Regions from separate parts of the Mus musculus genome. Here region 1 is linked to region 2. A link is a contact called in public HiChIP or PLAC-seq data. All regions are on one chromosome and are shown on one strand. Each heading gives the region's core, a stretch centred on a gene start, on an enhancer-like site or on the middle of the called end of the contact. The rest is flanking DNA. Distances are from core to core; before and after follow the strand shown. Region 1 overlaps Trio (triple functional domain (PTPRF interacting)). Region 2 overlaps Ank (progressive ankylosis).

Region 1 (4,268 bases), core at 372-2,871, 420 kb before region 2:
AAACATCTGGGATATCCGGGTTTCAGTCAGATGGGGATGATCAAATACAAAAACCCAGTGTAGAGTTTGGGACCTAGGAGAGAGTTCAGATCAATTTATAAGACATTCATTAACCAGCTCGCTTTTTGGTTGTTTGTTTCTTTTTAAAAAGATATTTTAGTAAAGGGCAAGAAATAGTTACATCCATGGAAAGTGACTTCTCTTACAGATGGGACAAACTTTAGAAAAGAAGTAGAGAGGAACTTGAGAATAGGAGCATGGATTTCACCCTCTGCCCAGAAGTGCTCTGGCAACGAGCTCCGGAGACACAGCCAGGGCTGTTCACTGCAGTGCGTTTTTAATAACAGGATTGGGCGACAGCTCAGTTTGCAGCGACGTTCCCGAGCAGGTGCTGGACTACAGTGACGTCACATGGAAAATGAAGCTCAGCACAAGGGTGGGTCAAGGCAAGCTTCGGGCGGATGGACACAGTGTGACTGCACACTTGAAAAGATGAAAGATCTGCCGAGAAAAGCACGATGAGTGCTTATCTGAAAAGTCAATGCAGGCTTAGTCTAGAGCCAGTGGCCAGGGGGTAGGGGTGGGGGTGGGGTGGGGTTCTGGGGTATTGGCTGGGCTAGCGATCGTAAACAAGGTGGGGCTGCAGACGTGTGCACGTGACACATACATGCACATATGCCTTCATGTATGAACAACACTCTGGTGCTCCTACACGGCCAGGGTCCATGGCGGACAAAAAGACTAACAGCAATTGACTTGAAAGCCCTTCTGTTTTACTATTAAGTAAGTAATCGAGTAATCAGAGCTCCAGGGCTCGGAGCGTTCATTTGCTACATAAAATAGCAACCCCTTGTCCTTCCCGTTTTAAGGTTTAGAAGGTTGCATAACAGCCGGGCGTGGTGGCGCACGCCTTTAATCCCAGCACTTGGGAGACAACGGCAGGTGAATTTCAGAATTTGAGGCCAGCCTGGTCTACAGAGTGAGTTCCAGGACAGCCAGGGCTACACAGAGAAACCCTGTCTCGAAAAAACAAAACAAAACAAAAAACCAAAAAAACAAAACAAAAAAGAAAAAAAAGAAGGTTGCATAGTGTTTTTGGTTGCAAAGTTGACTGATGTCATGCCACCAGCTTCCATGATGCCTCCTGGTCTGACTTTCAAGAAGAACTTAGTTTGTTTACCCACCACTTTAAGGGATTGTTTTCTGATGAGTGCTGTCTGTAGAGTGGGCCAAGGGCGTGATGTGGAAGCCAAGTATACCACAGGCATCATTAGATTTGCTCAGCAGAGTGAAGCCAAGGGTAGGGAAGAGCTTGCTCGTGTTTGATTATCTATTAAAGGTGGACCATAAAGGGAAACTGAGTCAAACAAGCCCACGGAGGCCTCCCTGCTTCCTGGATGTCATAGCCAGGTAAAAGCTTTTTTGGTGGTGGTAGTGGGTTGTCCATCTCTCCATCTTCAAGGAGGAGTGGAGTTCCTGACACTAGTGCTTATAAGCTCCTGTGAGAGGCAATGAAGAGAGATCAGAGATAGGCGGCGACCTAGGCTCACCTTTCATTTCCTGTTGTATCTGTCATGTTGTGCCATGGAAAGAGGCAGGAAGCTGAGGATGCCCTGGTGCGGGTGATGGGTGGGGAGGGATGCTTCTAAGGAGTTCTCCTGTTGAAATTGCCTCATGCGTTGCTAGGTAATTTATAGTCAGTCTCAAAAGGGAATGCCCAAGGTTAATGTACCATGACTGTGTTGATTTCTAAAATACATCTTTCATGGGGAATGGGTGGCCTTCAACAGTGGCTTGTCTCAGACCTTGCTTTTCCTTTGTAAGTAATAATCCCTTGCCTTCTCCAACACTAACCTCAGGTGAGTGAGCACAAGGTTCCTCAGACCAGCCTCTTAAAGCAGGGTTGGCATCCAAAAGTGAGACCTTCCTCAGATCCGCTGCTGATGGTGGGGCTGAGTGGGCCTGGGAGCTGCAGTCCTGGGAGCAGGAGCCCTGGAGATTATTTTCAGAGACCCTTATTGAGGTGAAATCTGGACTCTTGACTTTGCCAGAAGAATGTCAGGGCCTGTCAGTGTGAAGCAGACTTGGGCTTTGTAAGATGTTTTGACATAGGTAAAGCATGAGCAGTTTGTGCTGTGGTGTGTGTGTGTGTGTGTGTGTGTGTGTGTGTGTGTGGTCTTTGAGGAAGGAAAGTACCTATAAGTGTATGTGTGCTTCACAAGAGAGCTGCATGTAATTGTCTCAAGAGTTGCCATTTGGTGATTTATTTTTTGAAGTTACCCCTCAAAAGGTTGCTAAGAACTTTGATCTTTTTTCTTTTTAGTTTTTGGTAAATAAGGCTGTAAGATATTTCCTAAGGTTATTGGGTAGTTTATTAACAGGCTGATAAAACCACAGATCATAGGGGTTAAACAATGAGTAAGACTTTTTTTTTCCTTCTGCAAATGAAATTTATAGTCTTGTTTATGAGATTCCCAGAAAATTGCAGATGTATAGGTGGGGAAGGAGTGAAGGGAGACGAGACATGTCTCTGTATGGAAGTAAAAGTAATTCTGTATTGGTGAATTTATAGTAGATTTGTTAATGTGGCTAGAATTCTTCACTCAGAGTTGTCAAGAAGCCTCAACCAGACTGTAGGGTTAGAAACCTTACAGCGGTTCTCAACCTTCCGCATGCTGCAACCCTATCATAGAGTTGCTCATGTTGTGGTGACCCCCAGCCATAAATTTATCTTCATTGCTACTTTATAACTGTAATTTTGCTACTGTTATAAATCATAATATAAAATCTGATATGCAGGATATCTGAGGTGTAGGAAATGTCAAGATAGCTGTGAAAGGTTCAGGGTCTTGCTCCACAGGTTGAGAACCAATGTCTTATGTCCTTTCGTTTCATCCTCTCTCGGAACCATCCTTCTGTCTGTCCATCTGTCTCTCTATCTATCGCCCATTACACCCAGCCTGGTGGGAGGTGAAGCCATCTCAGGCTCCCCATTTCACATGGAAAGTGTGGGAAACTTAGCCTCTGCCAGTGTTCCCCAGGGTGGCAGGCAGCTGACCCAGACAGCTTCGTCCCTGAGCCCTGCCTCGAAGGAGATACTAACTTTGAACTGTGGTGTTGCTTTGAGGTACACATAAAACTTCAGTGCTACTCACCTCTGCCCACCACGTTGTCGGAACCCTACTTGACCCCCTCTCCCCATCTGTTCTTCAGGCAGTAACTTATAACCTCTAGATGCAGCACCTGGAGCAGGGAGCTGCTGAGGAGGTCTTGCTTGGTGTAGGGCCTGATACAAAGCTGTAGAAGGGGAGAGCTACCAAGTGAGTGGGTGTCCATGCCACACCCACTTAAATGCCCCTTCAGTGTTCCCACTTCTTTCATTCATACTAAGTTTAGTTTGCAAAAGGATTCCTTATGCTTTTGGTAGAAAAGATTCTGATGGTGACATGTTCCGCTGTAAGTGACAGTGTTTAGGAGAAGAAACGAGGAAAACAGAATTACCACCCCATAGCATGCCGCTCTGCTGAGCTGCAAACAGCTGAATTCTCTCTCTCTGCCCCGACCCCCACCTCCAGTGTCTTGAAAGGGACCTATGACAAGCGGGAAGAGACGTCTGTGTGGCCTCAGCATGAGGGTCAGTGGCCACAACCACCAGAAGCCTCTGTCCTTTCTTAGTGCCCAGCTGGAGTAGTAAGAGAACATCCCACCATTAGAGCTCTTCCTTGGTAACTTAGCCATACTCTCTCAAGTCAGGACAGTTACCACAACTGCCCAGAGTCTAGCCCTGCTCTGAGGGGGCCGCAGAGCACCATGGGCAAGCTTGTGTGGAGCCTGTCCTGGCTTTGACTTACTAAGTTCCAGCATCCCCAGAGAGTCTAGGAAGGTGATGCACTGTGGGCAGGATGGTCATATCCCAAGGCTTACCTGAGTCCTCAGGCAAAGGATGCTTAGAGTCGCACCCCTCCTCTCCTCCCATCTCTGCTGGCCTTTGCACCCAGCATGCATCTTCCTTTGGACCAGTGAAGATGCTTCATGATACCAAGAGGGAGGCCAGTTCTTCCACATGTGGTCCACTCTTATGCAAAGGAAGATAGCTCAGTGGATGAAGTCTTGCCCCTCAGTGTAAGGACTAGCCGTAATAAGATACCTGGTATCCACATGAATACTGATGGCCATGAAGGGATTCCCTGGGGCAGGTCACTAGGTTAGGGTAACCAGGAGAATGTTGTGTTCAAGTGTGAGACCCTGCCTCAATGTATACTGTGGAG
Region 2 (4,248 bases), core at 329-2,828:
CCATCTGTCTGCAGAACCACCTTCCACCAAGGGTGTTCAGGTGAAATAGAAATAGGAAAACACTAAAGAGTGATAAAAGTGCAATTTCCCCAGACTTTTAAAATGCAGGTATGTATATGCTGTGTGGTATGTATGTTCACACGTGCACACACATGTTCAGTGTGCTGCGTGCATAGGTTAAAGGACAACTATGGGTCTCAAACTTTACCTCCAACCTAGTCAGAGACATGGTCTCTTGGTCAGTGCTGTGAAAGCCAGGTTAACTGGCCTGATCCACAGGCCTCTCTTTGCCATAGCAGATGGCTTTTTAACAGGGTTCTGGGGATTTGAACCCTGATCCTCATGCTTGTATGAAAAGCACTTTATCCGAACTCCAAGTCTGCTTCCTTTCTAGATTCCTTATTAGAAGCAAAGGAGGAGAAGGAAGAGTGGGGTTATCAAGTGCATCTAGCCTAGAAATGACGTCTGTTATAGACACACAACTCAGTTCAGCTTGGAAATCAAAGTCAAAACCGAACTAGAAGCCTAAAGGGCATTAGATACCAAATTGTCTCCCCCCACCCCCCCAGCCCCCAGGCAGTAATAGAGATATGAGAAGTAATTTCACTTTTAATCTTGAGATTAAGCTACATTTGAATCAAATAGGTCTGATAGTGCACGTCCACAGTAGTTCCAAACTGCAACTGCCCTTTATGCCAGAGAACCCAGACAAGATCCTTCCTTCCAGTGTGTGCAATGAGGAACTACCGGTATACTATAACATGGAAAGGGACGGTCATTTCCAAACCCCGTGAGTTAATAAATACAAAAAGAGCCGTGCAGCGTTGAGATCGGGTAATCCTTGATATGTTATAAAAGGCTCCTTGGCTCCTAAGAAGGCAGTCTCAAGTCCAAGGTCTGTTCTGAATTGCTGCTCCAGACAAGAACTGGCCCTGGATGCTTCTGTTTTCTTCCCCTGGCTCCTCAGCTTAGCCCGACAAAGATTAGATTAGCGTCCCAAGCCTCTAGTTTCTAACCATGAAAGCTGAGTACCCTCACCTCCACAACTCAGGGAAGGCTACGCTGAAAAACACAGGTGACAAAGAACACATGGGCAAAGCCCGGCATGGTGGGGCACGCCTGTACCGCAGCACTCAAAGGTGAGAGAGGAAGAGCGGTGTAAGCCTACATAATGAGCTGGAGGCCAACTGGAAGCTACAAGTAGAGACTCTGTCTCATCTCAAAGATGAACCTGGAGTGGGCAGGCATGTCATTAACAGCTGTCAGTCACAGGCACATAGACAGCTTGCCTGTTTCAGATGCTTCCATAAAGCCCAAACGGGAAACAGATGACCACAGAGCAAAGATCAAGGTGCTTTCCTTGTTTGGCTGCCATTATAGAGAAGGCCAAGCTGTCGGGTTGATTGTGGCAGGTGAGGCTGCAAACATCTAGGCTACCCTTAAGAGTCCTGTGGCTTGCTCTAAGAGCTCACGCAGATGCTGGCACACCAAGTCTACTGACTCAGCAATTCCAGCCACTCCGCTCACTGCCCTTTGTACACAGAGGGGCCCCATCCATCCGACCTCTATGGTAAATCTCAGTGCTTTCCAAACAGTTCTTAGCCCCCTGAATCTGTGGGACAGATCCTATCTGCACTGAGCTGACTCATCCTAAAGAAACGCCTGATTCAAAGGTCAGTCATCCTCAGGGGACTGACATATTTTTATCTTTTTTTTTTTCAAAAAATATTTGCACTTCAAATGCCAGTGCCATCAGGTTAATTAACATATGTGACCAGAATACTAACTGTAGGTCCATGTAAGAGACCTTAATTATTAACAGCAGAGGGTGAGACACTGAGGCCAATTGTGCAGACTGACTGAGAGTGCACTTGGTTAGCCTGATAAGCAAATGAGAGAAACCCAAATGATAAGGTCCACACTGGTAAGTGTTTTTCCATGCACATGAGGTTCATGCTTTCTGGGCAAACCACTCAGCCCATGACAAACTAACTAAGGTGCTGTTCTGGGCAGCACCAACAGCCTGTAGTGTCAGTTCTCCCCTATGTCTGGATTTAGTCTATATAGAAAACAGAAGGCAAGTAAGTTTACTTTTCTCTAGCCTGCTAGCTGGCTGATGAAAGGCTCAGAGGCCCAGAACATAGCAGAACTGTTCAGGGGGATTAAAAACCCTGGATGTATGTGTGGGGCCCTGTCACTTCATGGACAAGAGCTGTGGCACAAATGAGAAAGACAAATGGTAAGAGGTAAGCATTGTGTGCTCCGCCAGGATACACATAGATCTACAGAGTCCCTGTCGTTCCTCATTCCTTCCTTTATATGGGAAGAACATGACTTAAGTATATTTTAGTAACAGGAACACCTTTAACCTTGTGCCAGATATTCTAAATGTTTTCCATATGGTCACGAGCCTCATAACACATTTTCCTAGGGAAAAAGGCCTGCGTATGTAGAAGGCTGGGTGACACAATTCCTAGCTATATAGGAAGCTGTACTACCTAGGTGTGCCCAGGTACAAGCTGATGTCTGTACAATGACCACATCACCCAATGACACGTCCCAAAGAAGGTAACCTGACTGTAAAAGAAAGCATGGCCACAGCAAACTTTAAACTTTCTCCAGTCGGGAACCCAACAGTGGGCTCTCTGCCAGCTTCTGCTTCCATGTCATTTTCATCCCTTTTTCTTTTTTAGATTTACTTTTAGTATTATTTTTAATGGTGGGTAGGTGTATGTATTTGCATGTGAGTACGCAAATGTGAGTTAAGGTTCCCGCAGACAGAATAGACCGTTTGGATCCACTAGAGCTGGAGTCACAGCCGGTTGTGAACTGCCTGACATGGGTGCTGGGAACTGAACTCAAGTCCTCTGGAAGAACAACAAGTGCTCTTCAGAGCTGACACAGCTCCCCCATCACCTTTCTCCTCCGCGCTCCCACACCTGCTCAAGGTCTCCCGAGTTGGACATCACACTGCCAATTCCATCCTCGGTCACACTGGTGCCTTTCAGCAGGATCGGGCCTCATCACTTTGATCACACTCACGTGAAATATAGACACTAAAATTCAGGTGGGACGATCGCAGTGGAACTGAAGCATTTTTAAAGACTGTTTCTGGCTCTTTATAAATGGCCAGCGAGTATTTAAATACTAACGGAGGGTGGAGAGCGGTTAAGAGTGCTTGTTGCTCTTTCAGAGGACCTGGTCTTGGACCCAGCACCCACATAGTAGCTCACAAAACAAAGAAAACTTTTGCTTTGTTTGTAACTACCTTTGTAACTATGGTCCCAGGGGGTTAATGCCTTCATCATATGACTGCCATCATATGACCTGTGGTACACATATATACATGCAGGTAAAATGCTCAAACACATAAAACAAAGCAATTTTTTTAATTAAAAATACTAATTAGGGCTGGAGAGCTAGCTCAGTTGATAAAGCCATACCCATATAAGGATTTGATCTCCAGGGTCCAACACAATGAGACCAGAAATGGAGGCATGTCCCCAATACTGAGAGTGAGACAGGCGGGTACCTGCGTTCTTATGATTGAGTTTTGTTATATAGCCCAGGCTGTCCTAAAACCAAGTGGCTTCAGAGTGCTAAGCAGGCTACAAGCTATAGGCAAAGTGGCGAATCACCTCTGCCTAACCAGTGCCAGCTTGGCTTCTCTGGACGGAGCTGGCAAAAGTGGCCAGAGTAGAGGTATTCTGGGTCAGGAGGCCTCCATCACCGAACTCCTGACAGCGTCTCCCTTCCTTGCCTGGATCTGTTGCTATTCGTCTACTTCTGTTACACTCAGTTATTTTTATAAGTTAGTGAAGTCGCTCTTTATCTCTAAGGCACGTACACACACATACACACACACACTCTCAACCCGCAATGTTTACACAGCCCAAGCCGTCAGGGAATTTCTTCTCAGCCACTTCCTGCCCCCACAGCCTAGAGAAGTTTGGTTTGGCCTCCTTTAGGGGGTGGTGGGCACACTTTCCTTCCGTCCTATTCCTGTCATCCCCTGTTGTGCCCACCTTGGGTTATTCTGGCCTGATTGGTGTGTGTAAACAGCAGGAGTTGGCAGGATCCTGAGGCCAGCCACAGGCAATATTGTAGTTCTGATAGGGCCGGGCATTAGGAGAGCTCTTGTCCCATGAGCCCAGGCTAGCAGAAGAGTTTATGCGTTGAGGGAAGAGTTACATGTAACACTGGAGACATCTTGGCAATCATCTCGGAGCACAGCTAGGTGCAGACTCA

What was found. HiChIP or PLAC-seq counts read pairs in DNA pulled down with a chosen protein or histone mark.
Region 1: a FOXA1 HiChIP or PLAC-seq map of pancreatic cancer cells shows a contact between it and region 2. The contact joins two enhancer-like sites. A contact is called at or near these places in 2 of 115 datasets of contacts at active chromatin or transcription factors (embryonic stem cells and pancreatic cancer cells).

Annotation. Positions count from the first base shown.
Region 1 is chr15:27,928,219-27,932,486 of GRCm38.p6, reverse strand. The region is part of intron 1 of Trio (triple functional domain (PTPRF interacting)); the gene reads left to right. Among named protein-coding and RNA genes, the nearest start is that of Gm29975, 65 kb to the left of the region's middle. Within about 2 kb of position 1,621, at least 9 of the 459 cell types and tissues checked have an H3K27ac peak or open chromatin away from gene starts, as enhancers often do. A contact at or near this core is called in pancreatic cancer cells, where this site is marked.
Region 2 is chr15:27,503,976-27,508,223 of GRCm38.p6, reverse strand. All of the region lies in intron 1 of Ank (progressive ankylosis), which reads right to left. Among named protein-coding and RNA genes, the nearest start is that of Gm29901, 15 kb to the left of the region's middle. Within about 2 kb of position 1,578, at least 58 of the 459 cell types and tissues checked have an H3K27ac peak or open chromatin away from gene starts, as enhancers often do. A contact at or near this core is called in pancreatic cancer cells, where this site is marked.